Regions from separate parts of the Mus musculus genome. Here all the other regions are linked to region 1. A link is a contact called in public HiChIP or PLAC-seq and promoter capture Hi-C data. All regions are on one chromosome and are shown on one strand. Each heading gives the region's core, a stretch centred on a gene start, on an enhancer-like site or on the middle of the called end of the contact. The rest is flanking DNA. Distances are from core to core; before and after follow the strand shown. Region 1 holds the start of Calm3 (calmodulin 3). Region 2 holds the start of Eml2 (echinoderm microtubule associated protein like 2). Region 3 holds the start of Snrpd2 (small nuclear ribonucleoprotein D2). Region 4 holds the start of Fbxo46 (F-box protein 46). Region 5 holds the start of Six5 (sine oculis-related homeobox 5). Region 6 holds the start of Dmwd (dystrophia myotonica-containing WD repeat motif). Region 7 holds the start of Irf2bp1 (interferon regulatory factor 2 binding protein 1).

Region 1 (3,913 bases), core at 849-3,348:
CCCAGCAGGTGCCAGAAAGCAATGTTAAATGAGCTCAGAAACCAAGGCCAGGGCCCCTCACCCAGGGCCAAGGAGGAGCCACAGAGCTCAGGCCAAAGTCCAGGGCCAGTTACCAGGGACTCTTCCTTCCACACCTTGCTGGATACAAACAGGAAGAGAAAACCTGGTCAGGGCCAAAGCTGGGACCCTCCTTTGGAGGTGGGGAGTGGGGGTTGCTGGCAGCTGCCCAAGCTGTAGGGCCCCTTTAGCAAGGTTCTGCTGGGGGGCGGGGGGAATGGGGTGGCGGCAAGAAGAGCCCTCAGGTCTGTGTCAGCAGTATGAGATCTGATACGTGGTGGCGGCTGCCTGTCCTCCCCAGCTTTGCCAGGGAGGGTGGTGCACGCGGTTCCCAGCCTGAGGCTGGGGGAGGGGGGATGGTGGGGAGGGCTGGGGGTGTTGTGGGTGGCAGGACCAGAGGAGAAGTAATCTATTTTGCTTCTAGAAGCTTTAGCTTTGGGCGCTGGGGAAGAGGCCTGGAAAGAACAAGTGGCCCTTGAGTCAACGAGAGGGTCCTTGGAGGTCTTCTCTGGACAAGCACTGCAGCCCCCGCCCTGAGGGATGGAACTGGGCATCTGTCACTGACCCAAACGGTACTGTATTGCGCTGTCATTTGGCACAGTGAGGAGAAGCAGGTGCATGAAGCTGGAGGAGAAAGGCAGCCCTCCTAGCCTGGAAGGGACAATGAGGGGGCCAAGCTTCCTGGCTTAGCCATCATTTGATGCACCCCAAACTTTGACCCCAGTCCTGTATCATGCAGCTTCAGTGCGCAATAGGGCCCTGAACAACTCCGCCCACCTGCTCCCACTGCCTCAGTGCCTTCAGCCTGGCCCAGCCCCATTCTTGCCAAGGCAAAGGGAGCACACAGCTACTCCTTCAGGTCCTCTGCTGCAGCCCATGACCAAGCCCGAGTCATCAGCCTTTGTGTCGGGACCTTTCCCCGGAGACACCCACCTCTAAACCTAGTCCTACCTCAGCCACCATTCATTGTCTCCTACACTTCTCTAGAAGGCTGTCCAACCTCACCCCCACCACCCAAACTCAAGTCCTTCCCTAGCCCTCACCTTGGAAACCCCGTTTTTTCTCTGACCCAAACAAAACACGCCTTACAAACCCCAACCTCTCTTTCTAGTGCAACAACCTAGACCTCAGAATCCTTCCTAGCTACCCCCAACCAAGTTCTCCACAAGGCTCCCTGGTTCCCCACACTACCCGTGATCACATCCCCACTCCTTTAAAAACATTTCTGCGACCCCCAACTCTCCTCAGTCCCCTTCTGGGTCCTCACAGGCTCCAAGAGCATCTTCTAGCCTCTGCTGCCACCCACCTCGGGCTCCTCCTTACCTCAGCCTGCACCTGACCCTTCTCCTCTTCCTCCTCCTCTTGGCAATGCTTGTCCTTGGAGACCCCTCCCCCACCGGGGTCTACAGTGCACAAGTGACCCAGGATCCCCATCTATCCTCTCTGCAGAACACTCCCTAGGAACCGACCGGTCCCCCTCTCCGCTACCCACAGCCACCCCTCTAGGAGCAGCCTCCTGCATTCCTCCAGGACCCAAAGCCTTCATCGCCGGCGTTTCCTATTTCCTCCTCCCGGGGACCGGGTAGATGTGATTCTAAAACCAATCGCCCGGAGAGGGATCCGAATGCTGCCTGGGAGGTGGCGGGGGTGGGGATGTCCTGGAGCTCCTCATTTGAAGCCTCAGACTGTCTGTTTGGGGGTCCTACCAATTCCATCTGCTGCTAAAACCGCTTCTAGAAGTCCCAAGGGCCGCATGGGAGGTCCCGAGGGGCCCGGCCTCTCCCTCCCAGGGTTCGCTCGCCATCTCCGGGATGGGGGGGTCTCCACCCGACTTCAGCCGCCTCACTCACCATGGCGAGGCACCGGTATCCGGAGCTCGGGGATCGAGGTTACTCTGGCGGCGGCAGCAGCTGCAGCAGCTCGAGCTCCGCCGCGCGTCCGCGCCTCCACACTCTTTGCCCGCAGCGCGCGCCACCGCCGCCGCCGCCCGCCCCAACGGTCCCTCAACGGCCGCCGCGCGCGCCCCGCCTCGCCCGGCCCCGCCCCAGACGGCTCGCGCGCTCCCGCTGCACTGCGGCTTCCTACGGATCCCTTCGCGTCAGGCTCGTGCGGCTCGCCCCTTCCACAGAGCCCAGCGAATCTGCTGCCGCACGGGCACGCGCACGCGCGTTCCCCACCGCGGGGACTACTTTCGCTCTCGGCGCTCTCGGCCCCTTGCATCCGCTCCGCTTTCCTCTCTGGCGGAAGGGCACCGGTTTACGGAGAGTGACACGTCTCTGTGTGAGCCACGCCGCTATTGGACCCGCCTCGTGGCGGAAATGAGAACGCAACTCCGATTGGTCCGGCCTTCCCTGCAATGCGTCAAACTGGGGCGAGCCACCGCGCGGTGTGCGGGGGGCAGCACGACCTGTGTGGCTCTGTGGAGCCGCGAGGAATAGAGGGGCTAAGACGGAAACAGGGTGGATGTTGGAGAAGCAAATACGTTGTCTCTATGGCTCGGAAATAAAAATGGGTTGGGGGAAGAAGCAGAAGGACTTTCTTCTCTCTCCCTTTGAGCAGATACAAGATGGTTTAATCCAAAATCGTGGGGTCTAGGAGCCTGGCCTGAACCGGCTCTTCACAGTGGTTGGCTCTTCAAGGTTCCGCTGGTCTCCTGAAGGTTCCACCCTCTACGCGTACAATTTGCTGGGATGGCTGAGTGGGTGAAGGCGCTTGCAGGCAAGCTAGAAACTGTGAGTTCGATCACCGGAACTCACGTGGTGGTTTGGAGAACAGACTTCCACAAAGAATTGTCCTCGGACTTCCACATGCGCGCTGTATAAATAAGTTCAAACAAACAAACAAACACAAATCTAAAACACGCACAAAAGCAACATGTGGGGATCTGGACTTGACTCTTGATCTCAGGATCTGTACCCAGAACAATCTCTGGATGCAGAATGTTTTCATTCATTCATTCATTCATTCACTCATTCAGCCAATTAAACATGAATTGGGCACTGCTGTCTGCACAGATCTGGTGCCGGGCTGTGCTGGTGACATCACACTTCTCAACCATTCTCTTGTCACCTAGACAGTGTGACTCACTTCTTATTCTAGGGATTCCAGGCACAGAAAGAAAAAGAACTGTTGCTAAGGGCACCTGAGACAACTGTATTGTATACCATAGTGTATATACTGTACATTACTGTACAGAGCCCTCGTATAGGATGGGAGTTGGCATTTTCTTCCTTCCTTTATTTATTTATTTATTTATTTATTTATTTATTTATTGAGACTGTGTAGCCCTGAGCCCTGGTTGGCCTTCAGAATCAAAGGCATGCATCGACACTCCAGGGCAAGAACTGACAGAGAAGGGGGGTGGGGGGAGAGAGAGAGAGAGAGAACTTCTAGGGTCAGAAAACTTTTTTTTTTTTTTTTTGGTGGGGAGGGAGAGACTGGGAGAATATAGTCTTTCTGTAAATGCCGCCTGTGGACATCTCTTAAATCTGCTCTCAGGAAAGAAAATGTGTCTAGTGCAGAAGGAAATAAAACTGATAGAGCAGAGGCAGAGAGGAGGGAGGATCTTGTTGACATTGGTTTAAATGTCTGCAACCTGTAAACTGAGATTTACAACCTGTAGGTCTTGACCCCCTTGTGGCTTGCATATCAGATATCTTGCATATCAGATATTTACATAATGACTCATAACAGTAGCAAAATTACAGGTTTGAACTAGTAATCAAACAATTTTTTAAAAGATTTTTATTTATTTATTACACACAGTGCTCTGTCTGCATGTATGCCTGCAGGCCAGAAGAAGGCACCAGATCCCATTACAGATGGTTGTGAGCCACCATGTGGGTGCTGGGAATTG
Region 2 (3,913 bases), core at 595-3,094, 2.3 Mb after region 1:
CAGACACACCAGAAGAGGGCATCCAATCCCATTACAGATGGTTGTGAGCCACCATGTGGTTGCTGGGAATTGAACTCAGGACCTCTGGACTATTGGTATGTCTGAAGACAGCTACTGTGTACTCATATAACATAAATAAATCTTTTAAAAAACAAAAGAACAAGAACAAATCAGGAACAAGCATATTTTCTGAAATTGGGCCTTGTGGTATATGCCTATTAATCCCAGTACCAGAGGGTTTGGAGCAGGAATATTAGAAACTCATCAGACACCATTCTCTTAGCTATGTAATGAGTTGGAGGCCAGCCTCAGGTACATGAGACCTATATCAAAACAAACCATAGGTAGACTAGGAGTGAAGCTAATGTTTTCCCAGTACTTGGAAGGCTGAGGCAGAAGGATCACAAGTCTGAGGCAACTTGGGCTACTTAGTTTTTTGCTAGACTGGACAACAGAGAGGAATACATCAAAAAACAAAACAAAACAAACAAACAAAAACCCAGAGCCAGAGGTCTGGCTGTGGTGACACTTAACTCCAGCAGTCCTGAGGCAGAGGCAGGAGGCTCTACTGAGTTGGAGACTAGTCTGGACTATATATCAAGTTCCAGGACAGCCAAGGTTACATAGTGAGACCCAATCTTTAAAAAGAAAGAAAGGAAGGAAGAAAGAAAAGAAGAGAGAAAGAGAGAAGAGAAGAGAAGAGAAGAGAAGAGAAGAGAAGAGAAAAAGAGAAGAAGAAGAAGAAGAAGAAGAAGAAGAAGAAGAAGAAGAAGAAGAAGAAGAAGAAGAAGAAGAAGAAGAAGAAGAAGAAGAAGAAGAAGAAGAAAAAAAAACTAACATAGGTAGGGATGGAGTCACTGGCCTGTAACTCCAGATTTTGGGAAATGGAGACAGAGCATGAAGGTAAGGAGTTCAAAACTGGCCTAGGCTATATAAGACCCTGATTCAAACAACAACAAAAAACCCAGGTATGGCAGAGCGGGCGCAGGGTAGGGTGTGGGCTGGGCTGGACTATAGAGTAATGTCTTCACTCAAAAATACAAGACAACAAAACAAAGCAAAATGAACCCCGTGGTCTGGGTCATGACTTGGGAAAGGCGGCCCCATCTTTAAATCCATTGTCAGTTTCTGTACCCCCTCCTTCCCTCCTAGTTCCCCAGTTTCCGAGCCTGCTCTGACTGACACCGCCAGCTGGTCCCGGGTTTCACAACTGGGTCTCTGTCAAAATACGGACTGGATAACGCCTTCCTGAGAGAGGAGGATTGTAGGAGCTAATAGCTTCTGTGGATGAAGTGGATTGGAAGGTTAGGGCGGGGCTAATGACTTGAGGGCGGGCTCTAAATTCTGAGGGCGGGGCTAACTCTACTAGAGCGTCTGGTCCAAGGTTCCAGTCCTGAGATGTTCAAGGGGGTGTGGCTATTTGCTCTAGGGGCGGGATTAGAACTTTTGTTGTTTCTAGATTTAGGGGGTGGAGCTAAGAGCCCTGGGGGCGTGTCTAGCTCTAATAAACAAGGAGCGGGGATCCGGCTAGGATACAGGCGCAGGTTATAGAATAACCTGTCATATTTAAGGTTTCAATGTCAAGTTCTGGTCGTGCGAGGGGACTTATGGGAAATCAGATAAAAGATTTAGAGGAGGCTTTCGGGAATAGGAGTGTCTTCTTTCACCCCATCCTCCTTCCAGAGCTGAGGGGCGACGCTTCAGGATGAAAAGCAGGAAGGACCCTGCCCCTTCAAACCCGTCCGCATCCTTATTGGCGGAGGAGCCTGCGCGACAGACTCTCATTGGTTCCTAACGGGAGAGGAGGGTGTAGAGAGAATACACTCAGGTTTGTGGGAGGGACCAGACAGTACCTAGGGGGACCCCGACGCAGCCAATCCTGACCTGAAGACTGTTGCGGGGGTTGGGGGAACGGACAGAGCAGTCTCTCGACACCCTTACAGGGCATCCTAGGGGATGACCCCTGTGCCAGGCTCAGAGCCGGCCGCCTGATGCTGGGTGGGCCGTGCTGGGGATGCTGGAACGAAGGGCGTTGCTATGGCAACGGGAGGCAGGGCCTGGGGGGGGGACCGGGCCCGAGCTGGGGCTGCGGGGGCCGGCGGTGGCTGTGGTGGGGCAATGGCGGAGCGCGGCCCGGCCTTCTGCGGCCTCTACGACACGTCCTCTCTGCTGCAATACTGCAACGGTGAGAGCCCCCTTCCTAGTTCAGACCCTGGCCCCGCCCAGGGTGGACCTACCTCCTCCTGCCCCAACCCTTTTCTTCCAAGTCCTTATCTCCTCCCTTGTGAGAGATTCTCCCTTTCTCCTCATCAACAGGATTCTGACCCCAAAACAAGGTCCTTTATCCCCAAAGTCACGATCCTGCTCCCCCTATCCCAACAAACACCTGCTCCGAAGGTGTCCAGACAGAGGGAAGGGTAAAGATCGTAGAGGAGCCTGTGAGGGAGAGGGCAGACCTGGGGTTGGGGTAGGGAGTCAGCTCGATGTGGAACTCTTTCTGCCCCCTACCTCCTCAGCCCCTTCCCCGGGACCCTTCCCTGTCTTTGGGCATAGCAGGGGGAAATGCTGAATTGAGGGCTGGGCTTGGGAATAGTAAAACAGCAGAAGACTTTCTGTACACTGCACTGTCTTCAGCTTTGCCTCTGCCCCCTCTCCCCACCCCAGGTAGAATCCTCTTCTCCCCTAGACAAATGTGTATGGCGCCAGTAGGGCCATTTTAGTACGAGGGGAGCTGGGCTGGAGGAGTGGAGAGGTAAAGAGACGCGGAGAGTGGACACTGGTCTCTAGGCCAGGAAAACGTCCAGGAGGAAGCCAAGAGCTTGAGTCATGGGGTGGGACCATCAGGCCAAGCAAGGCCTCAGATGAAAGCTGACGACCGTTCAGGGTCAATGTGCCCCCATGTCAATCAGGGGGCCTTGCCAAAGGATCATCTCAGAGTTTGGAGGTCACTCCCTTGGGCACACAAACACTTTGCTAGGGACCCCTAGAGTTGGCAAAGGAACTAGAATGTTATTTAATCCCCCATCTACCTTCTAAAGGTTAAGGACCACAGGGTGTCTCAGGCTAGGCCAAGTATGGGTTCTGGTCCTGAAAGAAAAGCTGTGTCCGAATCAAGTGGCTGGGATCTTCTGGATGACAGTCCTTGATGAGGCCTCTACAGCCATCAGAGTAGAGGGTGGGGGTGGGATAGCTGCCATATTTATTGGTTCATCTTATTTTGGATTTATTAAGCTCATATCATGATGTGGGAAACATGTTAAGTGTGGGGCCTAGCTCTTGTATTTCCAACGGTAACATTATTTACCGGAGGTAGAAAAGGGCTCAAAATAAGGTGGGTTGCTGGCTCCCCTACCCCCTACTGGCTGTGCAGTCCTTGGCTTATCTCTAAACTCCCTGACACCGTCTTCTTCACAGGACCCTGGGACTTCCCGATAGAGGTCTCAAGTCTCTGCAATCTTCTCCCTCCGACCTCGAGAGCCCCCCTCCCCCCTCCTTCTGCAGGTCCAGACACCGAACCTGCGGAGCACTGGGTGGGTGGGGGTAGAGGACGGGGTGGCAGGACAAGGCAGGCGATTGGATCACGGAGGGAGAGGGAGGGGGTGGAACAGGAGGCTGCAGTGCGTGAGTCCAGCGGGCAGGCGCGGCTGGCTTAGTGACGGACACAGGACTCGGGATGGCAAGTGAGACCTCCGAGCCCGCTAGCTGTTCCTGCTACCATCTTTACTTGACACGGGCTGGAAGCCAGGGTCTCCTAGATTGTCTCAGCAATGAGTCTGGGTAGGAGTGGTCTGGAAGGGAGGTGGAGGAGGGCCACTTAGAATCCCCCACCCCCGTGGGAGGAAGGACGGGAAAGGAAAATGATGAGGGAGTCATTTAAAACTGAATCAATAGACGGAAGAGAAGGAAAAGAGCT
Region 3 (3,913 bases), core at 1,014-3,513, 2.2 Mb after region 1:
CATGTTGATGCTTCCAAAATCACATGTAGGCCAGCTTTCAAGGAACTCACATCCACCCTTTCCCTCTTCCTGTCTCTCTCCATGGTGCTGAGGGTCGGTCCCGGGTTTCCTGAATGATGCTTTTACAGCCACAGCCACAGCCCCCACTGGTGAATACTCGGCAAACTTTCTACCATTGAGCCACACCCCCATCCTCACATTGCATGATTCTAAGCATGTGGGGACATGCTCTAAGTTCCTCTTAAAACGTTCTCACTATCTGCCAAGCCTGTTTTAGGATCCCTATGAAATCAACGATATCAGTGACTGTCCCCATTTTGAAGATGAGGAAGCTGAGTCCCAAAGAGGTTAAGAAGTTAGTCCAACTAAAGTGGATCCTAAACACAGTATCTGAATGGCACCACACCACTAATTCTGAAGCCAACCTTCTTGGATTTTAATTCTAATTAGCTGTGGGACTTGGACAAAATGTAAAAACTTCAGTTTCCTCATCTGTATAGTGGAGATTATATTAGTTCAGACCTCACCAGAGAGTACACTGCTTCTGCCTAATATAGGATAATATTTAGTGGGGGTCGTATAGTGCGGGATTTGTGTACCACCAAGAGAATCTAGTCAGGTTCACCTGCCGCTGCAGCCACCACCACCACCACTCCCCTACCCGCCTACTCCCCATCTCTGTCCCCCGACCCCCATCAGATCACTTCTGCCTCCTGGCTGTTTTGGGATCTTCGGAGCCTGAGTTCCATTTCCTGACAAACTGGGGAAAGGAAGTTGGGGGTTGACAATAAAACCCTTTACCTTTCTCACTTGGAGATTGCCAGAACTACCCGGGGGTCGCACAATCAATAAGGGACGCAGGAAAGTTCCCCAGAGACGCTGCGGATCCAGCTGCCCTACCACCAGCCGCAGCTTGGCTTCTGAAAGGCTTCCGATCAGCGGGACCTTGGTTGGGAAATGGGATGGGAAAAAGAAAAATGAAAACAACCCCATTCCCACCTTATCCTGGGCGCCGTTGCCTACTAGGAGTCCTGGCTCTTCCTGGTAATGCAAATCTCCAGCATCAAAGATTTCCTAGACTGGGAGAAATCTTCAAAGCAAATCTGGTCCAGCCTACCGCAGTCCTAACGAGGAAATTGCAATCGGGTGATGGAAATTTCTAAATAGATGGCTTGGGCATAGAACTCAGTTCTACCAGTGTTGCTATGAGGACTCGTCATCTTCAGTGGGGTCTATCACAAAACAAGCCTGAAGCCTTATTTTGTTGGGTAGGGGCACGCGCTCAAGTCATGGATAAATGGCACAGGCGGCAAAAGCCAAATGATAAGACCACGGTAACCTGAGACTCAATACGAAGGGAAAGAGGGAAATGACGCTGGCTGGGCACCAGCCAGGGCTCACCCGCAGATCCCGGCTCCGTGACATCTCCTCAACCCCAGGGTGCCAGCTGTTCCAGACGATATAGAAAGCCAAGCCCATAGCCAGCGCCAGCAGCAGCAGGGGCAGGAACTGCACTCGCGGCAGAAGACGGCGCTTGGAAAGTGAGGGTGGTTTCATGAGGCCACGATCCTCGAGCCGCTGCCGGGGCCGCCCGCGGCTCCCGGGACTCATGGTAGCTTTGCTCTGAAACCAATCCCGGTATGGTGGTTTGAGTTTTAGGCCAAGATCCGCCTCGCTGAGGTTACAAAACCCAATAAAGAAGCAGAGTAACTGCGTCCTTCCCTGAGACGATTGCGATTGGCTGTCCTAAGCGCCGCCCCACCCAAAAAGGAGGGCGGAAACCTTAAGGCCCGCCTCCACGGAAGAGGACCAGTCAATGGGCTGCGTCCGAATGTGCGAAACCTTCCAAGGCGCGGGGTCACGCCCCTCACGGAAGTCGATCAAGAAACTGTCGTTCAAGGAAAAAAGGGGCGGCATCCATCCCTAAAACAAGGAGCCGATTGGTTTACCTGAAGCCATGCCCTCAAGAAAAGTGTCCGAGGGTATTTGGAAATGGGGTTGTGTTTTCCATCTTCCAACTGGACGGTTTGACGGGAAAATAATTCTAGTCAGACCCCGTATTATTTTCCTCATGAGCAGACACCCTATTGTGATCCTCAGAAGCTTCAAATCCTCCTTATAGGCATTTTCTACAGGAGAGTGCAGCCTGAAGGGTCGCTATGGTAACAGGCCACGCCCACAGCCGCTGGTATTTGGTTGCGCAGGCGCCGACGGAAGTGAGCCGCAGGAGACGGAAGTCCCGCCCTTCTCGCCCTGTACGCCAAAGGCTGGAGCAACGCGCTTGGAGGCGGGAGTGATCTGCGAGCGAAACCTACACCATGTGAGGCCGGGCTGGGCTTTGGCGGGGCCGTGGAGATGGAGGTGGACAGTTTAGCTGAATAACGGTCGAAATGGGGTGTTTTTATAGCTGAGGGTAGAGTTCCTCGGGCAAAAGTAATGTTTTTCCTTCTGGGGTATTTGAGATCGGGCTTGGGGCCTCGCTCGGATCTTGAGTTCCGGAGAGGGGACAGCTTTATTCCATAACGGGCATGAGACTCTCCGAGGTCCTGAGTCTTGTGGAAAGGAACCATAAAGGGAAAGCTGAGTCTGATGGCACATGCCTGGAATCCCAGGCCTCGAGAGGCTGATGCAGGAGGTTCGCTAGTTGGCCTTGGCCAGCTTCATAGCGAGACCGCTTCCAAAAGTAATAGTAATTTTAAATGGAAGTGGTCTTATGAATAAAGAGCTTGGCGGGGAAGGAAGAACTGTTAGAAATAGTGAAAAGTATGGGACGTAACCAGGATAAATTAGAGAACCTAACTAGAGACTGTCAGAGTAGCAGGGTACTACAGTGGTTTGGTGCGTGTTTATTCATTGAGCATATACTATGTAGACTGCTTGTAAGTTAAGACACATGGTAAATAAAAGGTCCTTGCCTCCAAGGGGGTGGGGGAATCTCCCTGGTGCTTGTAAAAAGAGTGGAGTAGGAAAGCCATAGAGTAATAAATAGGTACATACACCTTAGATAATCAGGTTTGGATGGAGAATTGAGCAGGAAAGATATAATGCCAGTAGGTAGCACAGTAGGATGCATTGAAAGCCCAGTTCTTGGGATGCAGATTTAGCTCAGTGGACAGAGTACTTACCTACTGTGGGTACTGGGTTTGGTCCTTAACCACACACAAACTAGACATAGTGGCACGTGCCTGTACTCCCAATACTCAGGAGGCAGAGACAAGTCTGAGTTCTGGGGCAGCCAGGCTTCTACAGTGAGATGTTGTGGGGTGGGGCGGAGGTTCATGGAGAGAGATGATTGAAGTTTAGGTTGCGGATAGAAAGGGCCAAGGTTTGGATGTACCATGGTGGCAGATGACAAGATATAAGGATAGAGTAAGGTTTGAAAGAAGAATCAACTGCCAGGCATGATGGTGAGCCTCTGTCATCTCAGACCTTAGGCAGTGGAGTCAGGAGAATTGAGAATTCAAGGTCAGCGGTGGGTGGAAGAGGTTAGGTAGATGAGCCGGGGCAGGCTACCATGGAAATGTCTCTCCTGCCTCCAGAAAAGACTGCACCAGAAAGGGGGCTGGGGAGACACTGGACAGTGTGGCTTTGATCACGTACATTTCCAACTTGAACCCATCTCACCCCTGGGTTCTCTATCCAGGAGTCTCCTCAATAAACCCAAGAGTGAGATGACCCCAGAGGAGCTGCAGAAGCGGGAGGAGGAGGAATTCAACACAGGTCCCCTCTCAGTGCTCACGCAGTCGGTCAAGAACAACACGCAAGTGCTCATTAACTGTCGCAACAACAAGAAGCTGCTGGGCCGGGTGAAGGCCTTTGACAGGTGAGTGCTGTCTTGGGGAGGGCTGGGTCTGGGTCCGAGGGGCCTGAAGGAAAGGTCATTCCAGAAGGATAATAAGGTGGGCACACACGG
Region 4 (3,913 bases), core at 528-3,027, 2.2 Mb after region 1:
TGTGACTCTGACGACTCCTCACCATCTCCCCGCTACCTCAAGCCAGCTAGAGCCAGGGCGTCTGCCGCCCCACACCCGTTGGTCACCAGCACTCACCTCAAGATTTGCAATATGGCGTTAAGCCTCGACTTCTGCTTTGGCACTGGGCTCACGCTTCGACAGTCTGAAGGCTCCGGCAGCGGCTCGCGCGGCTCCCGCGGCTCGCGGGGTCCCAGGGATGCAGACCGCGTGCCTCCCGACGCGCAGACCGAGCGAAGAATGGCAGGGCGCGAGGCTGTGGCGCGAAGGCACCAGAGCGCCTGAGGCGAGGCCACGCCCCCTCCACGTTCCCGCCACGCGGTGCCAGGCACGAGCAGAGGAGCGTTGGAAAAGGGCAGTGCGGCGAGTGCGCACGCGCACCCGGGGCAGGGCACGGGCCACAGCTCCGACACGTGCTCCCGCTCCCGCGCTCGCAGCATCAGCCAATCAGCTCTTGCTCCATTACCCGCCCTTTCCTCAGGCCACGCCCTCTGTTTTGCCCCGCCCCCTGACCTATTTACCTCAGACCCCAGCAGGATTTGCCAGGTGTCCGCAAGCGCGAGGTGTCTGTACTCCCCCTGCTGGCCCTCCTGTGTCCCCATCCGACCCTTTCGCTTTAGGGCGCATCTGCTTAAAGACCACTGTGTGTCAAGTACCTTGTTCAGGCGGCTAACTTCGCCACCTTTCCCTGAAACGAGGCTTTGTAGACCCCATGGAAATGCCAGTTCCTGTAGCTGCAAACAAAGTAACCTTTAGTGTCTGAGTGTGGATCCAGTCTTGCTATATAGCCCAGGCTTGCCTACTACTTGTAACCGTTTTGTCTCAGGTCTGTCTGGAACGCAAGGAATGCACTACCTTGTAACTCAGGTTACAAACTACACAATTTATTTTTAAAAAGCATTTTAGTTTTAACTAGGTATACATGTTGGGGGGGTGGGGGGGAGGAATACTGCACGCAGGTGTCCCCAGATGCCAGAGGCATCAGATGCCCCTAGAGCTGGAGTTTTAGACAGGGGCTTCTAGGGGCATCTTCAGGGGCAAATGCAAATTCTCTGCAAGAGCGATGTCTTCCTAACCTCTGAGTAGTCTTTCCAGCTTCATCTTTATTTTTTGACACAGCGTCTCATACCCTTGACCAGGCTAGTCTCAAACTCACAGAGGTACACTAACCTCGGCGTCCAAAATGGTGCGATTAAAAGTGTGTGCCACCACGGCAGATTCAAACCGTACATTTTGGAAATGCTGCCAAGATTCCTGCCCTTCTGGAGGCTCTGTTCTACCTGTGATGTGAACATAGTGCCTGGGCTTTTCCTCACTTCGATATCTTGTTTTCTTTATTTGCCAATTAGGAGGTGGTGGTAGGCAAGTGTGGGGAGTGAGATGAAGGTGAGAAATGGGAGAGAAAGTTTGGGAAAACTCATATATTATTAATTATTTGTCAACTAACATGATAAATCAATAAAGTTGTTCTTCCTAAACTCTTCATCCCTCGCTAACGTCCCTTTGAAGTAGCCTCGATTCTCTTTTCAAGGGCCTCGGGCCAAAATGGAGGCGGCTGGACTCTATTTCCCAGATACCCTCGCGGGAGAATTTTCTGCGCCTGCGTATTTTAGTGTGCCCTTAGCCTCCTGGTAATTAGAGTTTCTGTCTCTCAGCCCGCCTAGTTTGTTTCCTACTCCACCTCCAAGTTACCGTATTGCATCTTGGGAGCTGTAGTCCATGGCCGCCCGTACTCTAATTCCCAGTGGGCTTCGGGGCCAGAACCCGGAAGGGGAGGCTGGAGAGGAGCGAGTGGGGGAAACCCGCGTAGTCGGGAGAGCTGCAGCGCGGGGAGATGGTGAGAGCCCCAAGCTGGGTCCTGCGGGTGCTTGAGAGTATGAGCGGGGTGTTCAGGACTTGGGTTCGAGAGGAAGCAAACTGAGGCTAAAGAAAGGGCTGGGTGTGGGGAGATCACTGTGGGTGGGGATTGAGAGGAACGGGAGCCCGAGGAAGTAGAAGAATGGGGGCTAGGGAGGGGTCTTGGAGGTGGAGAGAGTCGAGCTTTGGAATCAGCTATCAAGGGGATTGGGAGCTGGAGGAGTGAGGCGCGGAGTTGGAGTCCTGGCTGAATAGATCAGAGACCCTGAGTGGGTAATTTCGAGGGAGGTTAGTTAGCCTGGTTATATGGAAAGGCATAGGAGTCCGGGATAAATGAGTGAAGGGAGAGGCTAACCACGGATGCATTGGGTTGGGTTGCGGGATTGCGAGGTGGGGCGGCAAGGCCAGTTGAAGAGATGGGAGGTAGAAGTCATCGATGGTCCAGGTTAGCTTCTAGGACCAGGAGGCGTTGTAGGGTGCGTGAGTTAGGAGCGTGGCTGTCAATATCGTGTCTTAATCTAACCAAAAACTACCAATAAACTGGACAGCCACAGAACTCTGGGTTGATATGACCAGATGGGGTCCATAGAGACAACCTTTAGCACCCTTCTAGCCCCGGTCGTATCTAGATATAGTGGTTTGTGTGGGCAGTCCAGCTTTCAGGTTCCTTATTCTCTTTTGTGACCTGCACAGGTCTCTCTGTAACCCTCTTGTGACCTTATATGTATGGTGAGAACAAGCAGGCCATTCTGAAGATAGCTAAAGGGAGGTTCCATAAAAATTGATATTTTTGTTAGGAAAGTTAAGTCCCAGCGTCAAAGCTGTTGGTGGAAAGCTCCCGTCCCAGGAATGTTGACTGGATTCAAGTTGTTAAAAGATTTCCTATTCTTCAGTCCAGCCCCCCAGACATTTTCTCAAAACCTGACAATAGCCTATGTACACCACAGTTTATGCAGGGGACACCCCCGTCCCCAGCCCTACCCCTTTATTGCTAGCATCTTTTTCTAAGAAATGCCCAGGTTCGGTTTCAGCTGTGTGTGTATTAACTCACTGGATTCAGGCGGTGCCTTAAGTGTAGATCTTCATTTCACAGGAAGCAAGTAGAGGCACGGAGAGTTTAAGCAATCTTCTCCATGTCAGCCAACATTAAATGGTAAATGTACAATTGCAATTTGGGTCAGAATCTGCTTTGGTGGAGACACCCGGCCAGAACAACTGTCAGATAGGATTTAAGTCTTTTCTGTGACCTGAGCTTGGAAATCTGTCCAGCTATTAAATGAGATCCATAACCTTGGTAGGCTAGAGAGTTTAGGGAGATAATGTTTGGAAAGTGCTTAGACTAAGTGCATATAGTACACATGTGTTGTCTTGGGACTTGCTGTGTAGCTCAGGCTGGCCTCTTAACTCTTGAACTTCCCGCCTCAGGAGCCAGAGTGCTGAGGTTTATCACTACTGGTGCCCAGATATTATTTGTTGTTGTTTTGAGACAGGGACTCAACTAAAAACTGTGTAGCTGAGGGTGGCCTTGAACTTCTGATCCTCCTGTCTCCATATCCTGATTTCAGGGATTATAGATGTGCACTACCATGCCTGGTTTATGCTGTACTGGGGATCAAACTCGGGGTGTTGTGCATGCTAGGCAAGCGATCTACCAGCTAAACTACATCACTGGGTCATGTTTTTGTTTCTGAAGTGAATGGGCAAAACCAGATAAAGGAGGTAGGAGAGGACCCAGTGAGGGGGCACGGGACGTGCTGTCCCTTGCTCTCAAGTTGCCTCCCCCTTTCTCCTGAGTTTTCTAGTTCTATCTTTCCTGTCCTCCCCATTCCTGAGTTCCTAAGTCTAAGCAAAACTCCTAGGAAGGTGCTCAGAAACTTAATCTGTCTCCAGCCAAATATTAATAATTCACTTGTCCCAGTCTGGCCCATTGCCCAAGTCTTCCAGTGAGTTAGAAATACTGCCGCTGGCAAGTGAGTTGGGGTTTTGTTTGGTTATTTTGACTTTTGGTTTTCTTGATGTTGTTGTGGTATGTGTGTAT
Region 5 (3,913 bases), core at 641-3,140, 2.2 Mb after region 1:
CACGGGCCTCTGCCTAGCTCTGCCCACTGAGTGTCACCACTGCTTGCTGTGCCTCTGTGGAGCTCGGCCCACCGCAGGGAGGGGGGGTATTCGGGCGGCCAATCAACACAGGCTGCTGCTAAGTAGCCAATGACGAGTTCCAACAGGAGCTCTTTCTTGCGAGCAGACCAACTTTAGCTGCGGGCTGTGGGGACCAGAGATGCGCTCAGAGGCCCATCTATGGGTATAGGCTGGGCGGCTCCCAGGAGCCAGTGGGCCCCTGTAGCCTAGTGCTAATCCAACCTTCTCTCCTGCAGATCCCTAGGCCTGGCCTATCCGAGGCGCGTTGCCTGCTCCTGTTCGCCGCTGCTCTGGCTGCTGCCGCCACACTGGGCTGCACTGGGTTGGTGGCCTATACCGGCGGTCTCACCCCAGTCTGGTGTTTCCCGGGAGCCACCTTCGCCCCCTGAACCCTAAGACTCCAAGCCATCTTTCATTTAGGCCTCCTAGGAAGGTCGAGCGACCAGGGAGCGACCCAAAGCGTCTCTGTGCCCATCGCGCCCCCCCCCCCCCCCCACCGCTCCGCTCCACACTTCTGTGAGCCTGGGTCCCCACCCAGCTCCGCTCCTGTGATCCAGGCCTGCCACCTGGCGGCCGGGGAGGGAGGAACAGGGCTCGTGCCCAGCACCCCTGGTTCCTGCAGAGCTGGTAGCCACCGCTGCTGCAGCAGCTGGGCATTCGCCGACCTTGCTTTACTCAGCCCCGACGTGGATGGGCAAACTGCTCAGCTCATCCGATTTCACTTTTTCACTCTCCCAGCCATCAGTTACAAGCCATAAGCATGAGCCCCCTATTTCCAGGGACATCCCATTCCCATAGTGATGGATCAGCAAGACCTCTGCCAGCACACACGGAGTCTTTGGCTTCGGACAGCCTCACTCCTGGGGGTTGCTGCAACTCCTTCCCCGTGTACACGTCTGCACTCTAACAACGGAGCCACAGCTGCACTCCCCCCTCCCCCAAAGCAGTGTGGGTATTTATTGATCTTGTTATCTGACTCACTGACAGACTCCGGGACCCACGTTTTAGATGCATTGAGACTCGACATTCCTCGGTATTTATTGTCTGTCCCCACCTACGACCTCCACTCCCGACCCTTGCGAATAAAATACTTCTGGTCTGCCCTAAATCCCGCGCAATATCTCTGTTGTGGAAAGGAAACCGCCCCGCAGGCCAATGGAGAGTCCAATAGAGACAACCAATGGCTTGAGTGGGAGCTAGAGGGGAGGCAAAGCGCACGAATCAGGTTGAAGGGTGGGGCTTAGGCATCCAGCCAGTAGGAGAGAAGCAACAAGCCACCAGAGACACCACCGCCCCCCACCCTCCCCCCCAGCTGTGACCCAGCTGTGCCACTCAAGTTTGGAAAAAAGTAGGGGGTTGGGCCAGCAGCGGGCACACCATCTTCCCACTGCGCCTGCGCAAGCCACGCGCATCCGCTTTTTGGACCGACACTCCAGAAAAGTTGCTGCAAACTTTCTAGCGCGATTCCCCGCCCCTCCTCCCAGCTAGATCCACCGCCTACCCGCGGGGCCGGGAATTCCGAGGGGCGGAGCACGGCGCGGAGATGGGAAGGGAGGGGGCCCTTCAAGGGACCCGGGAGATGGGAGCGGCTTCGCGCCCTTAACCCTCCGGACGGCCCATTACCTTCTCCGTTGCTCTGATAGGGAAACTGAGGCCCTGAGTCAGAGGCACACAAGGGGGGAAGGCCAAAAGCGCGGCCAGAGACGGAGGGAAAACAAAGAATCCTGACAGCCCGGGAGGGGGGCGGACACACAGGGACAAGGACAGACCCGAGTGCAGAGCTGGGTCTAGTCTTTGGGAGGGGGCCAGAAGACTGCAAGGGGACCGGGGGGGGGGGCGGCGAGGAGGACTGGGCGGAGGAGGGGGCTGGGGAAGCCCGCGGGAGGCGGCAAAGGAGGGAGGAACTTTCCAAAGTTGCCAAACATGGCTACCTCGCCTGCGGAGCCGAGCGCGGGGCCCGCGGCTCGGGGGGAGGCGGCGGCGGCGACCGAGGAGCAGGAGGAGGAAGCGCGCCAGCTTCTGCAGACTCTGCAGGCAGCCGAGGGGGAGGCGGCGGCGGCCGGGGCGGGAGATGCGGCGGCGGCGGCGGACTCTGGGTCCCCGAGTGGCCCGGGGTCTCCCCGGGAGACCGTGACCGAGGTGCCCACTGGCCTTCGCTTCTCGCCCGAACAGGTGGCATGCGTGTGCGAGGCGCTGCTGCAGGCGGGCCACGCCGGCCGCTTGAGCCGCTTCCTGGGCGCGCTGCCCCCGGCCGAGCGCCTACGTGGCAGCGATCCGGTGCTGCGCGCGCGGGCCCTAGTGGCCTTCCAGCGGGGTGAATACGCCGAGCTCTACCAACTTCTCGAGAGCCGCCCTTTCCCCGCCGCCCACCACGCCTTCCTGCAGGACCTCTACCTGCGCGCGCGCTACCACGAGGCCGAGCGGGCCCGTGGCCGTGCGCTGGGCGCTGTGGACAAATACCGGCTGCGCAAGAAGTTCCCTCTGCCCAAGACCATCTGGGATGGCGAGGAGACCGTCTATTGCTTCAAGGAGCGCTCGCGAGCGGCGCTCAAGGCCTGCTACCGCGGCAACCGCTATCCCACGCCTGACGAGAAGCGCCGCCTGGCCACGCTCACCGGCCTCTCGCTTACACAGGTCAGCAACTGGTTCAAGAACCGGCGACAGCGCGACCGCACTGGGACCGGCGGTGGAGCGCCTTGCAAAAGGTGAGGGGGGAACCGACCCTCCTTCCTCGGTGGCCGCTGGAGTCTGCGCAAGTGACCCTTCACATCCCTCTTCGGTGGCGTCGGCGAGTGCATAGGCTGAGCGTGGAGAGACCAGGCACACCCTGGGTTCTCTGGGCATCACTGCCTCAGGGGCAGAGGTTGTTCCAGCTACTTCTAAGCTGGGAACGCAGTGCCAGGAATGGGGGGGGGGGCGGGGGCGGGACGGGCAGTGAGAAAAGTGAGGTATCCCTGGAGGAGCGGTAGTAAGGAAGGGAAAGGGGCCTTTGTCTAAGGCACCCAGGGTAGGGACCCGCTTTTGGGGCCTCTGCAACCTGGCCCCTCGGTAACCATTACTTACACCCACCCCCACGCCCCCTCCAGCCCAAACAGCGTGGTCTGTCGCTTGTCTTTGTTGTGAAACGTGAACCTTCTCCGGCTCCGGTTTCCCTGTAACCCAAGCCCTTCCCCTCCCACCTCAGCGCCAGGCCTCTAGCTCTGGTCTCTGACGCCGTGGGGGTGGGGGGTGAGGAAGAACTGGAGTAAAAGCTGCTGCCTCACTCCGCAGCCACGCGCCTGCCGACCCAGGGGACTTGGGGCAGTCTGGGTGCTCGGCTGCAGGCCAAGGCGACTGGAAAACTTTCCTCCAGCTTAGCATACCCGCCGCGCTGTCAACCCCAGCAGGCTTGTAGAGACCCTGGGATTTGGGTGGGTTCTTTGAAGGGCTAAAATAGTTAATCGGAGCTTGGGTTGCCTCTGCCCCTAGGGCGATGAAACCTTCAAACCTAAAAAAGACGTAACCCTTTTTCCTTCCAGCGAGTCTGATGGGAACCCCACTACGGAGGATGAGTCCAGCCGCAGTCCAGAGGACCTGGAGAGGGGTGTGGCCTCCATGGCTGCTGAGGCCCCCGCCCAGAGTTCCATCTTCCTGGCGGGGGCCACCTCTCCTGCAACGTGCCCTGCCTCCTCCTCTATCCTAGTGAATGGGAGCTTCCTGGCCGCCAGCAGTCCCCCAGCAGTGCTCCTCAATGGTAGCCCAGTCATTATCAATAGCTTGGCCCTAGGAGAGAACTCCAGCTTGGGGCCCTTGCTACTCACAGGAGGAAGTGCCCCTCAACCACAGCCCAGTCTCCAAGGGGTCAGTGAGGCCA
Region 6 (3,913 bases), core at 699-3,198, 2.2 Mb after region 1:
GAGGATGAAGACCTGGAGGACTGAGGCCCCAAGCTCCTTCCCATAGCCCTTCCCCTTATTCGTAGCAACAGATTGTATTTTCCTATTGGTTTCGTTCCCTGTCCTTGAAGGACACAGGTAGGAAACCACCCAGTGCTCCAAATAAAACTGCCCCAGCACAGCTGCTTAGTCACATATTCATTCAGTATCCTGGGCAGCTGGCTCATCATTCCTTCTCCATATTCGTTTTATTTTTGGTCTTTCAAGACAGGGTTTCTCTGTATAGCCCTGGATGTCCTGGATCTCACTCTGTAGACCAGGCTGGCCTCCAATATAGAGATCCACATGCCTCTGCCCCCCACCCCAAGCCCTGGGATTTAATGCCGATTTGTTTTAAAAAGATTTAAAATGTTGTGTATTTGAGCGTTTGCACGTGTGTGTGCAGATGCCCTCAGAGACCAGAAGAGGGGGCTAGATCCCATGTCACTGGAGTTAGAGGTAGTTGTGAGCCACCCATCCAGATGTGGGTGTTGGGAACTGAAGTTAAGTCATTCCACCCATTTGTTTTTTATTTTTACATTTTATTTGCGGGGGCGGGGGGCTGGTGTGATGGCTCGGTGTTCAGAGCACTGTTTGCTCTTCCAAAAGACCAGGGACTGATTCCCAAGCACCTCCATGGGACATGGCAGTTTACGGCCAGTTGGCCACGTGCTGGCCTAGCAATGCACAAAATCCTGGGTTCAAGCCCGTCAATGCACATGGTGTAGTACCAACCTGGAAGACATAGAGTCAGGAAGATCTGGAGTTTGTGGTATTTTTGTTGTTGTTTTGTTTGTTTGTTTTCAGCTACAAGGTAAGATGGAGGTCAGCCTGAACTAGAGACCTTGTCTCACAAGGGGGGCGGGGGGAGCAAAACAGAACACAATCTTCTTCTGTCAATGTGATAAAACATAAAATACCTTGACAAAAGGCCGCTTAGGGGAGAAAGGGCTATTTCAGCTTGCAATTCCAGGTCTCAGTACATCATAGCAGGGAAGTCAAGGCAGGGCTGTCTCCAGAATAGAGCAGGAAGAAGGGCATGTGTGCTTGTTTTCTTGTGCTCAGCCTGGGTCTCCACTCTTACACAGTTCCGGACTCCCTGACTAGGGAATGGCACCTCCCACAATGGACTGAGTCTTCCTGTATCAATTAAGGCAATCTCCCTCAGACTGGTCTACAGGCCAACCCCAAGTAGACTGTCCCTCATTGCGATTCTAGGTAGCCTCAAATTGACAAGGTAACAACCATCATCACCAAACCGAAACCAAAAAAGGTAGACAAGGTCAGATAGGCGACAGATGGCTACACTTCACTCTGACAGCAGCAGGGGACCACAGGTGGTCAGCGAGGAAGGGAAGAGCTGGGCGTGGTGTCTCAGGCCTGAGACTCCAGATGTTGGGTCAAGTTTGAAAACTGCCTGGGCTACAAGTATGAGACCAAAGGTCAGTGAGATGGATCGGCGGGTAATGGCACTTGCTGCCAGGTAGGTAGCTTGAAGACCTAAGCTCCATCTTTAGGATCCACATGGAGGAAGGCACTTGGCTCCCTCTGACCTCTACATGCTCGTTCACGCACAAATACACGCAAAAATAAATGCATTTTTTTTTTATTATTTAAAAAACAAAACCAAGAATCGCCCGGAGTCAGCTGTAACAACACGAGGCTTCTGAATAGGCTTTGAGGCTTCTCCGTTGCTGGGCAAACGGTTCCCAGGGCGCTGTTGTTAGGGTCTAGGGGCGTTCCCAACAGTCACACCTCGTAGCCAACCAAACGCGAGGGTCTGTCGCGTTGACCACACCCACATATTGCCTCCGCCCACAGCCCCAGAACCGTTACCTCAGCAACTGTCTCGGCTTCTCCCGCCTCCGGCTCTGGGTGCCAATCGTAGAGGCGTCACCCGGACGACGACCCTACCCCTTCCGGTGCTAGCCCCTCAACTTCCGGCTGGGGGGTCTGGCGGTGGGCGGTCGGGCTGCGGTGCGGCCCGGGGGGCGGCCAAGATGGCGGCGGGCGGCGCGGAGGGCGGCCCGGGCCCCAGCGCCGCCATGGGCGACTGCGCGGAGATCAAGTCGCAGTTTCGCACCCGCGAGGGCTTCTACAAGCTGCTCCCCGGCGACGCGACGCGCAGGTCGGGCCCGACCTCCGCTCAGACCCCGGCGCCGCCTCAGCCCACTCAGCCCCCGCCCGGGCCCGCCGCAGCCTCCGGGCCCGGCGCCGCGGGTCCCGCGTCGTCCCCGCCGCCCGCCGGCCCCGGGCCCGGGCCCGCGCTGCCCGCCGTCCGCCTCAGCCTGGTGCGCCTAGGCGACCCGGATGGCGCTGGGGAGCCGCCCTCCACGCCCTCCGGACTGGGCGCGGGAGGAGACCGCGTCTGCTTCAACCTGGGCCGGGAGCTTTATTTCTACCCCGGCTGCTGCCGCAGCGGGAGCCAGCGGGTGAGTGCTCTGCTTGCTGGGGACTCCGGTGCCGAGAGCGCTGGGGTCCCAGAGTGACAGAAGGCCCCGAGGTTGGGCATCCCAGGGGAGCCTGGATCCTGGAGCTAATGGAGTCCTGAGAGGTTGCAGGGGAATCTTTGCGTGGGGAGGTTCTCTCCGGTGGTGAGTGTTCAGGACGTGATGGCGCTTCTGGGAGGAAATGGGGGAGGGGGGTCACGGAGGTGACAGATATTCTGTGGGCTTTGGGGAATCCTAAGAGGATACAGGCCCAGGGGATGGAGAACGGAGAAATGCATCCTGCCTTCTGGGCCTGTTGGAGGGAGTCTTAAGACTTGCCATACCCAGGGCTGACGGGATTTGTAAGGAGCCGAGGTGTGGCTTAGGGGTCGACGAGCAAAGCAACAGGTGAAGGAGCTCCTAAAGAATATGGTGTCTAATGGCTTTGGAAGAAATGAAGGGGGTTTGGCAAAATGATGGGAGCTCTGAATTGATGGGGGTTCCTGGCAGGGGACATCCCCAGGTGTGACAGATATCTGTAAAGCAATCCTAGAAGAGGGGTGACGTGAGGAAGTGGGGGAGACAGAGAGATGGGGATCCGGAGAATCCAGTGGTGATAATGAGGGACTGTAGTGACTGATGGCTGGCTGAACCACAGCAGATGTCCTGGAGTTTAGGGGCTCCAGGCTGAAGGAAATGAGGCTTTGGCGATGGATCCCAGGATCCCATGTCAAGGCTGCCGAGGTAGGAGGATCCTCTGGCCTCATGGCAGCCAGTCTAGTTGAACTGGTGAGCTCCGGGTTCACTGAGAGACCCTGTGTCAAATGTAAGATGCAAAGCCAGGGAGAGAGATGCCCGATGTTGACCTCTGACCTCTACATCTCTACACAACACACAACAACCACGCAGGCGTATACTATGTGTACATACAGGGAAAAGATGACGGAAATCCTAAATTTGGGGATTTTTGCATCCTTGGGTCTGGGAGGTCTTAGACTATTGTCCTACTGGAGTTGCTACTGTGACGGAGGCTGGGAAAACTGGGGGAGAGTCAGCTCCAGGCCCAGGGGACTCTGATCCCTGATGCTGTGGGCAAGTGTCCCCGAATTACAGCTGGAAAGACAGGCTCTGAGGTCTTCACTGGGCGCTGTGTGATCGTGTGCATGTGAGCTTGTGTGTGCCGTCCTGGGTTTGAGTCCCCTCCCTCCCGGCCTGTGGTTGCCTGCTCCTCTCCACCCCACTCCCCACTTCCCTTGAGGTTAACCCTGCTTCCTCTTAGCGGTTTCCCCTGACCTCAGCTCCTCTTCCTTCCTCTCCTGCTCTAACCGGTTAACTCGTCTCCTCCCGCGGTTCAAGTCCATCGATCTCAACAAGCCCATCGACAAGCGGATCTACAAGGGGACCCAGCCCACCTGCCACGACTTCAACCAGTTCACAGCTGCCACAGAGACCATTTCCCTGCTGGT
Region 7 (3,913 bases), core at 851-3,350, 2.1 Mb after region 1:
AAAGTAATTGGGTAGTTAACTCAGGCAAGGACAGAGACGGGGCAGAACGAAAAATAGGCTTTTACAGCCTTAAAGAGCCTATCAAGGGATCATGGCTCATACTTGCCATTCCTGTACTAGGGAGGCTTGCTGTGAGTTCAAGGCTAACCTGTGCTTCAGAGACCTATCGTTAGAAAAAGGAAAAATAAATAAAGCCAGGCATGGTTAATGTATTTTTGAAATCTCAGCCCCCAGGAGGTTAAGGAAGGAGGACCCAGAGCTCAGGCCAGCCAGCCTGGACCACCTAGTGAGGCCCAGTTTCAAAATTAAAAATACAGGCTGGTAGTACATCTCAGCACTAGAGCACTTAGCATAAGGCCCTGGATTCCATCCCAGTACCACGTATAAGCAGGAGAAAGTAAATAAACAGTAGTACAGGAAACCTATGGTTGTGAACATAGTATCTCCCAGGAAACGATAAAAATAGGCAATTTGTTTAAGGGAGAAGTGTTAAAACAGTAATGCAGGTGGTAGTTAAATTGTAACGCTGAAATAGAAAGCCAGGGCTGCTGTGACTACTCTGGGGTGGGGGTGAGAAAACCACCAAGCCTCCACTAAGTGCAAACCTGGAAGAACGCAAAGAAGACACTGGGGGGGGGGGGGGGAATTGAGACCACCAGCGGGGATCCAGGCCAAGTGAGGGGAAAGGGCTGATGTGAGCTAGGTCCTGGAGACATATGTCGCTTCTCCTAGCTCCCCCCACCCCCCCAAAAAAGCTAAAAACATGGGGTGCCCACAGCCGATTGGGCCCACCAGGCCATTAAGCACTTGGAGGTTTGGGGTTGCCCTTCCCAGCAATCTCCTCTTGGCTTCCTCATTCCAAATATAAGAGTAATAAGAGCCCCCTAACCTGGGGGGTGGGGGTGGAGGGAGAGGGCGAAATTCCCTGCTAGCAAGGGGGGGGGGCAAGAATCGGGAAGGCCTTCCCCCCCCAAGCTTCCAAGCAGAGGAAGTACGTCAGTGCGTCCATCTCGCAGAGCATTTTGGGAATTGTAGTGAAATTGGAGGTGTACCGAGAAGCCAACTCTGTAACCCTTTAGAGACCAAATACGTGCACAGCTGGAGCAGAATTGGCAGGCTCAGAGAACGTTCTTTAGCAGATGAGGAAACTAAGGCAGCCGCCTGGCTCGGAAGCCTACAGTCTTATCATCCTGTAGCCTCTGGGCCGCCCTTGAGGCTAGTACCTAAGACACTGGGAAGGACAAACTGCCAAGTAGACACTACTCTCCAAGAGTTGCCTGAAACCATCCCCTTGAAACCGTCCAATCAGAGCCTCTCCGCCCCAATTCCCCCAAAGCTGCTGCCTTTCTAACCGGTTATTGGCCCTTCTTGAAGGGGCGGGATTCTAAGAGAGGGCAAGACTCTTCTAGAACTGCTCAGCAAATCAGAGCAGAAACTGCTTTCCGGCTTCTGGGTATGGTGTCGGGACTGTAAACCCACAAGGAGGCTGAAGCAGGGAGATTGCAGCAAGTTTGAGGCCAGCCTAGACTACATAGGCTAGCCTTCTAGGCCAACCTGAGCTAAAGAATAAATCTAAGTCTTAAGAAAGAAAGAGGGGGGGCTGGTGAGATGGCTCAGTGGGTAAGAGCACCCGACTGCTCTTCCGAAGGTCAGGAGTTCAAATCCCAGCAACCACATGGTGGCTCACAACCATCCGTAACGAGATCTGACTCCCTCTTCTGGAGTGTCTGAGGACAGCTGCAGTGTACTTACATATAATAAATAAATAAATAAATAAATCTAAAAAAAAAAAAAAAAGATTGTTTAAAAAAAAAAAAAAGAAAGAAAGAGGGGGCGGGGAAAGGGGGGAAATTGCATCCACAGCAACTTGGCCACCCGAGCATTTATGAAACCATTACCCACTCCATGGACCCTGTGTGCGAACCCCAGCTTCCTGGCGAGGCACAGTGAAAATTAAGCACCCAGACCAGCGCGCGCCCTCTTTTCCCGCCACTGCTTTCTACCCAGTCCCCTTTAAGAAGCAGCCCCGACGGGACTACATTTCCCAGAAGGCTTTGCCCGCGCGTTATGTAACTTTCCCTGCGAAGCGGCCTCTGGGGCAGAAGAAGGAGGTGGAGGCGACGGCGGCCGTTGCAGCGGCGTCGGCGGCGCGAGCGGAGCGGCGGGAGCCTGGGGCGGCGGCGCCCGAGGCCCATCGAGGAGCTGGAGCTGTGCATCGCGGCTCACGGCGCGGACCGGACGGGGGCGCCGACGTGCGTGCTCGTGGCTTGCCTTTTCCACCGGAGGCGGGAGTGAGAGAGAGAGGAAAAAAAAGGCTGAGGGCCCAGGGGGCGGGGAAGGGGGGCCGGGCCTGAATCCGGCGGGGAGGCCGAGCCCGAGGCCGGATTGAGCGGCTCGCGCGCCCGTCCCGGGGCACGGCGGAGCGAACGTGGGCGGCGGGTGCACAGCAGGGGCACCTGGCGGCGTTCCGGGGGGCGCCATGGCGTCCGTGCAAGCGTCCCGCCGCCAGTGGTGCTACCTGTGCGACCTGCCCAAGATGCCGTGGGCCATGGTGTGGGACTTCAGCGAGGCTGTGTGCCGCGGGTGCGTGAATTTCGAGGGCGCGGACCGCATCGAGCTGCTCATCGACGCCGCCCGCCAGCTCAAGCGCAGCCACGTGCTCCCCGAGGGCCGCTCGCCCGGACCCCCGGCTCTCAAGCACCCGACTTCCAAGGACCTAGCCTCCACGGGCTCCCAGGGCTCCCAGTTGCCACCCCCGCAGGCCCAGGCGCAGCCATCGGGGACCGGCGGTAGCGTCTCAGGCCCGGACCGCTATGACAGGGCTACTTCATCCAGCCGCCTGGCGCTGCCTTCGCCGGCTTTGGAGTACACCCTGGGGTCCCGCTTGGCCAACGGGCTGGGCCGCGAGGAGGCCGTGGCGGAAGGGGCACGCAGGGCTTTGCTTGGCTCCATCCCCAGCTTGATGCCCCCCGGGCTGCTGGCAGCTGCAGTGTCTGGCCTTGGAGGCCGAGCTCTGACGCTGGCACCTGGCTTAAGCCCCGCTCGTCCACTTTTCGGCTCCGATTTCGAGAAGGAGAAGCAGCAGAGGAATGCGGACTGCTTGGCAGAACTGAACGAGGCCATGCGGGGCCGGGCGGAGGAGTGGCATGGGCGTCCCAAGGCTGTAAGGGAACAGCTACTGGCTCTGTCCGCCTGTGCCCCTTTCAATGTTCGATTCAAGAAGGACCACGGGCTGGTGGGACGGGTGTTCGCCTTTGATGCCACTGCCCGCCCTCCGGGCTATGAGTTCGAGCTGAAGCTCTTCACCGAATACCCCTGTGGTTCTGGCAATGTTTACGCGGGGGTCCTTGCAGTGGCTCGCCAGATGTTTCATGATGCTCTTCGAGAGCCAGGGAAGGCCCTGGCCTCATCGGGCTTCAAGTACCTCGAGTATGAACGGCGCCATGGTTCAGGGGAATGGCGCCAGTTAGGAGAGCTGCTTACGGATGGGGTCCGCAGCTTCCGAGAGCCTGCTCCTGCGGAGGCCCTGCCCCAGCAGTACCCAGAACCGGCCCCTGCTGCTCTGTGTGGCCCACCTCCAAGAGCCCCATCCCGAAACCTGGCGCCCACTCCACGCCGTCGCAAAGCATCCCCTGAGCCCGAGGGCGAGACAGCTGGGAAGATGACCACGGAGGAGCAGCAACAGCGGCACTGGGTGGCGCCAGGCGGTCCATACTCTTCAGAGACCCCTGGTGTGCCCTCACCTATTGCTGCCCTCAAGAATGTGGCCGAGGCTCTGGGCCACTCACCCAAGGACCCTGGTGGGGGTGGAGGCTCTGTCCGCGCAGGGGGTGCTAGCCCCGCGGCTTCCTCCACAACCCAACCACCGGCCCAGCATCGTTTGGTGGCACGCAATGGAGAGGCAGAAGTCAGC

Evidence for each region. Promoter capture Hi-C pulls out the DNA fragments that hold promoters and counts their contacts. HiChIP or PLAC-seq counts read pairs in DNA pulled down with a chosen protein or histone mark.
Region 2: a contact with region 1 is called in an H3K4me3 HiChIP or PLAC-seq map of embryonic forebrain, with 6 times the contacts expected there. The contact joins the promoter of Eml2 here to the promoter of Calm3 in region 1. A contact is called at or near these places in 2 of 39 promoter capture datasets (cranial neural crest and frontonasal cranial neural crest), 1 of 484 Hi-C or Micro-C datasets (cortical neurons) and 2 of 115 datasets of contacts at active chromatin or transcription factors (embryonic forebrain and large pre-B cells).
Region 3: a promoter capture Hi-C map of hippocampal neurons shows a contact between it and region 1, with 4 times the contacts expected there. The contact joins the promoter of Snrpd2 here to the promoter of Calm3 in region 1. A contact is called at or near these places in 5 of 39 promoter capture datasets (cranial neural crest, frontonasal cranial neural crest, hippocampal neurons and 2 more), 1 of 484 Hi-C or Micro-C datasets (cortical neurons), 3 of 115 datasets of contacts at active chromatin or transcription factors (embryonic forebrain, embryonic stem cells and large pre-B cells) and 3 of 9 other capture datasets (adipose tissue, liver and pancreatic islet).
Region 4: a promoter capture Hi-C map of stem cell-derived epiblast-like cells shows a contact between it and region 1, with 3 times the contacts expected there. The contact joins the promoter of Fbxo46 here to the promoter of Calm3 in region 1. A contact is called at or near these places in 3 of 39 promoter capture datasets (the C10 cell line, embryonic stem cells and stem cell-derived epiblast-like cells), 1 of 484 Hi-C or Micro-C datasets (embryonic stem cells) and 5 of 115 datasets of contacts at active chromatin or transcription factors (astrocytes, embryonic stem cells, forebrain and 2 more).
Region 5: an H3K27ac HiChIP or PLAC-seq map of embryonic stem cells shows a contact between it and region 1, with 7 times the contacts expected there. The contact joins the promoter of Six5 here to the promoter of Calm3 in region 1. A contact is called at or near these places in 4 of 39 promoter capture datasets (cranial neural crest, hippocampal neurons, liver and 1 more), 2 of 484 Hi-C or Micro-C datasets (B cells and uterus), 7 of 115 datasets of contacts at active chromatin or transcription factors (embryonic forebrain, embryonic stem cells, extraembryonic endoderm stem cells and 4 more) and 3 of 9 other capture datasets (adipose tissue, liver and pancreatic islet).
Region 6: an H3K4me3 HiChIP or PLAC-seq map of stem cell-derived neural progenitor cells shows a contact between it and region 1, with 16 times the contacts expected there. The contact joins the promoter of Dmwd here to the promoter of Calm3 in region 1. A contact is called at or near these places in 4 of 39 promoter capture datasets (cranial neural crest, embryonic stem cells, hippocampal neurons and 1 more), 8 of 115 datasets of contacts at active chromatin or transcription factors (bone marrow-derived dendritic cells, embryonic forebrain, embryonic stem cells and 4 more) and 3 of 9 other capture datasets (adipose tissue, liver and pancreatic islet).
Region 7: a contact with region 1 is called in an H3K4me3 HiChIP or PLAC-seq map of stem cell-derived neural progenitor cells, with 16 times the contacts expected there. The contact joins the promoter of Irf2bp1 here to the promoter of Calm3 in region 1. A contact is called at or near these places in 5 of 39 promoter capture datasets (the 3T3-L1 cell line, cranial neural crest, embryonic stem cells and 2 more), 2 of 484 Hi-C or Micro-C datasets (B cells and Th1 cells), 14 of 115 datasets of contacts at active chromatin or transcription factors (T-cell acute lymphoblastic leukemia, astrocytes, bone marrow-derived dendritic cells and 8 more) and 2 of 9 other capture datasets (liver and pancreatic islet).

What each region holds. Positions count from the first base shown.
Region 1 is chr7:16,921,934-16,925,846 of GRCm38.p6, forward strand. It overlaps Calm3 (calmodulin 3), which reads right to left and starts at 2,099. Exons shown (of 6, transcript NM_007590.3): 1 at 1,908-2,099. The coding sequence starts at 1,910. Gm45972 (predicted gene, 45972) reads left to right here. Exons shown (of 3, transcript NR_165470.1): 2 at 482-629; 3 at 1,507-2,585.
Region 2 is chr7:19,174,577-19,178,489 of GRCm38.p6, forward strand. Eml2 (echinoderm microtubule associated protein like 2) reads left to right here and starts at 1,845. Exons shown (of 22, transcript NM_001347582.1): 1 at 1,845-2,185. The coding sequence starts at 2,038.
Region 3 is chr7:19,147,575-19,151,487 of GRCm38.p6, forward strand. It overlaps Snrpd2 (small nuclear ribonucleoprotein D2), which reads left to right and starts at 2,264. Exons shown (of 3, transcript NM_026943.1): 1 at 2,264-2,320; 2 at 3,644-3,823. The coding sequence starts at 2,319. It overlaps Qpctl (glutaminyl-peptide cyclotransferase-like), which reads right to left and starts at 1,622. Exons shown (of 7, transcript NM_026111.3): 1 at 1,402-1,622; 2 at 802-945. The coding sequence starts at 1,611.
Region 4 is chr7:19,118,082-19,121,994 of GRCm38.p6, forward strand. Fbxo46 (F-box protein 46) reads left to right here and starts at 1,778. Exons shown (of 2, transcript NM_175530.3): 1 at 1,778-1,855. It overlaps Bhmg1 (basic helix-loop-helix and HMG-box containing 1), which reads right to left and starts at 263. Exons shown (of 13, transcript NM_001370811.1): 1 at 97-263.
Region 5 is chr7:19,092,654-19,096,566 of GRCm38.p6, forward strand. It overlaps Six5 (sine oculis-related homeobox 5), which reads left to right and starts at 1,891. Exons shown (of 3, transcript NM_011383.1): 1 at 1,891-2,765; 2 at 3,579-3,913. The coding sequence starts at 1,984. Dmpk (dystrophia myotonica-protein kinase) reads left to right here. Exons shown (of 15, transcript NM_001379257.1): 15 at 297-1,168. The coding sequence ends at 456.
Region 6 is chr7:19,074,252-19,078,164 of GRCm38.p6, forward strand. It overlaps Dmwd (dystrophia myotonica-containing WD repeat motif), which reads left to right and starts at 1,949. Exons shown (of 5, transcript NM_010058.2): 1 at 1,949-2,450; 2 at 3,804-3,913. The coding sequence starts at 2,019. Rsph6a (radial spoke head 6 homolog A (Chlamydomonas)) reads left to right here. Exons shown (of 6, transcript NM_031255.2): 6 at 1-196. The coding sequence ends at 24.
Region 7 is chr7:19,001,958-19,005,870 of GRCm38.p6, forward strand. It overlaps Irf2bp1 (interferon regulatory factor 2 binding protein 1), which reads left to right and starts at 2,101. Exons shown (of 1, transcript NM_178757.4): 1 at 2,101-3,913. The coding sequence starts at 2,480.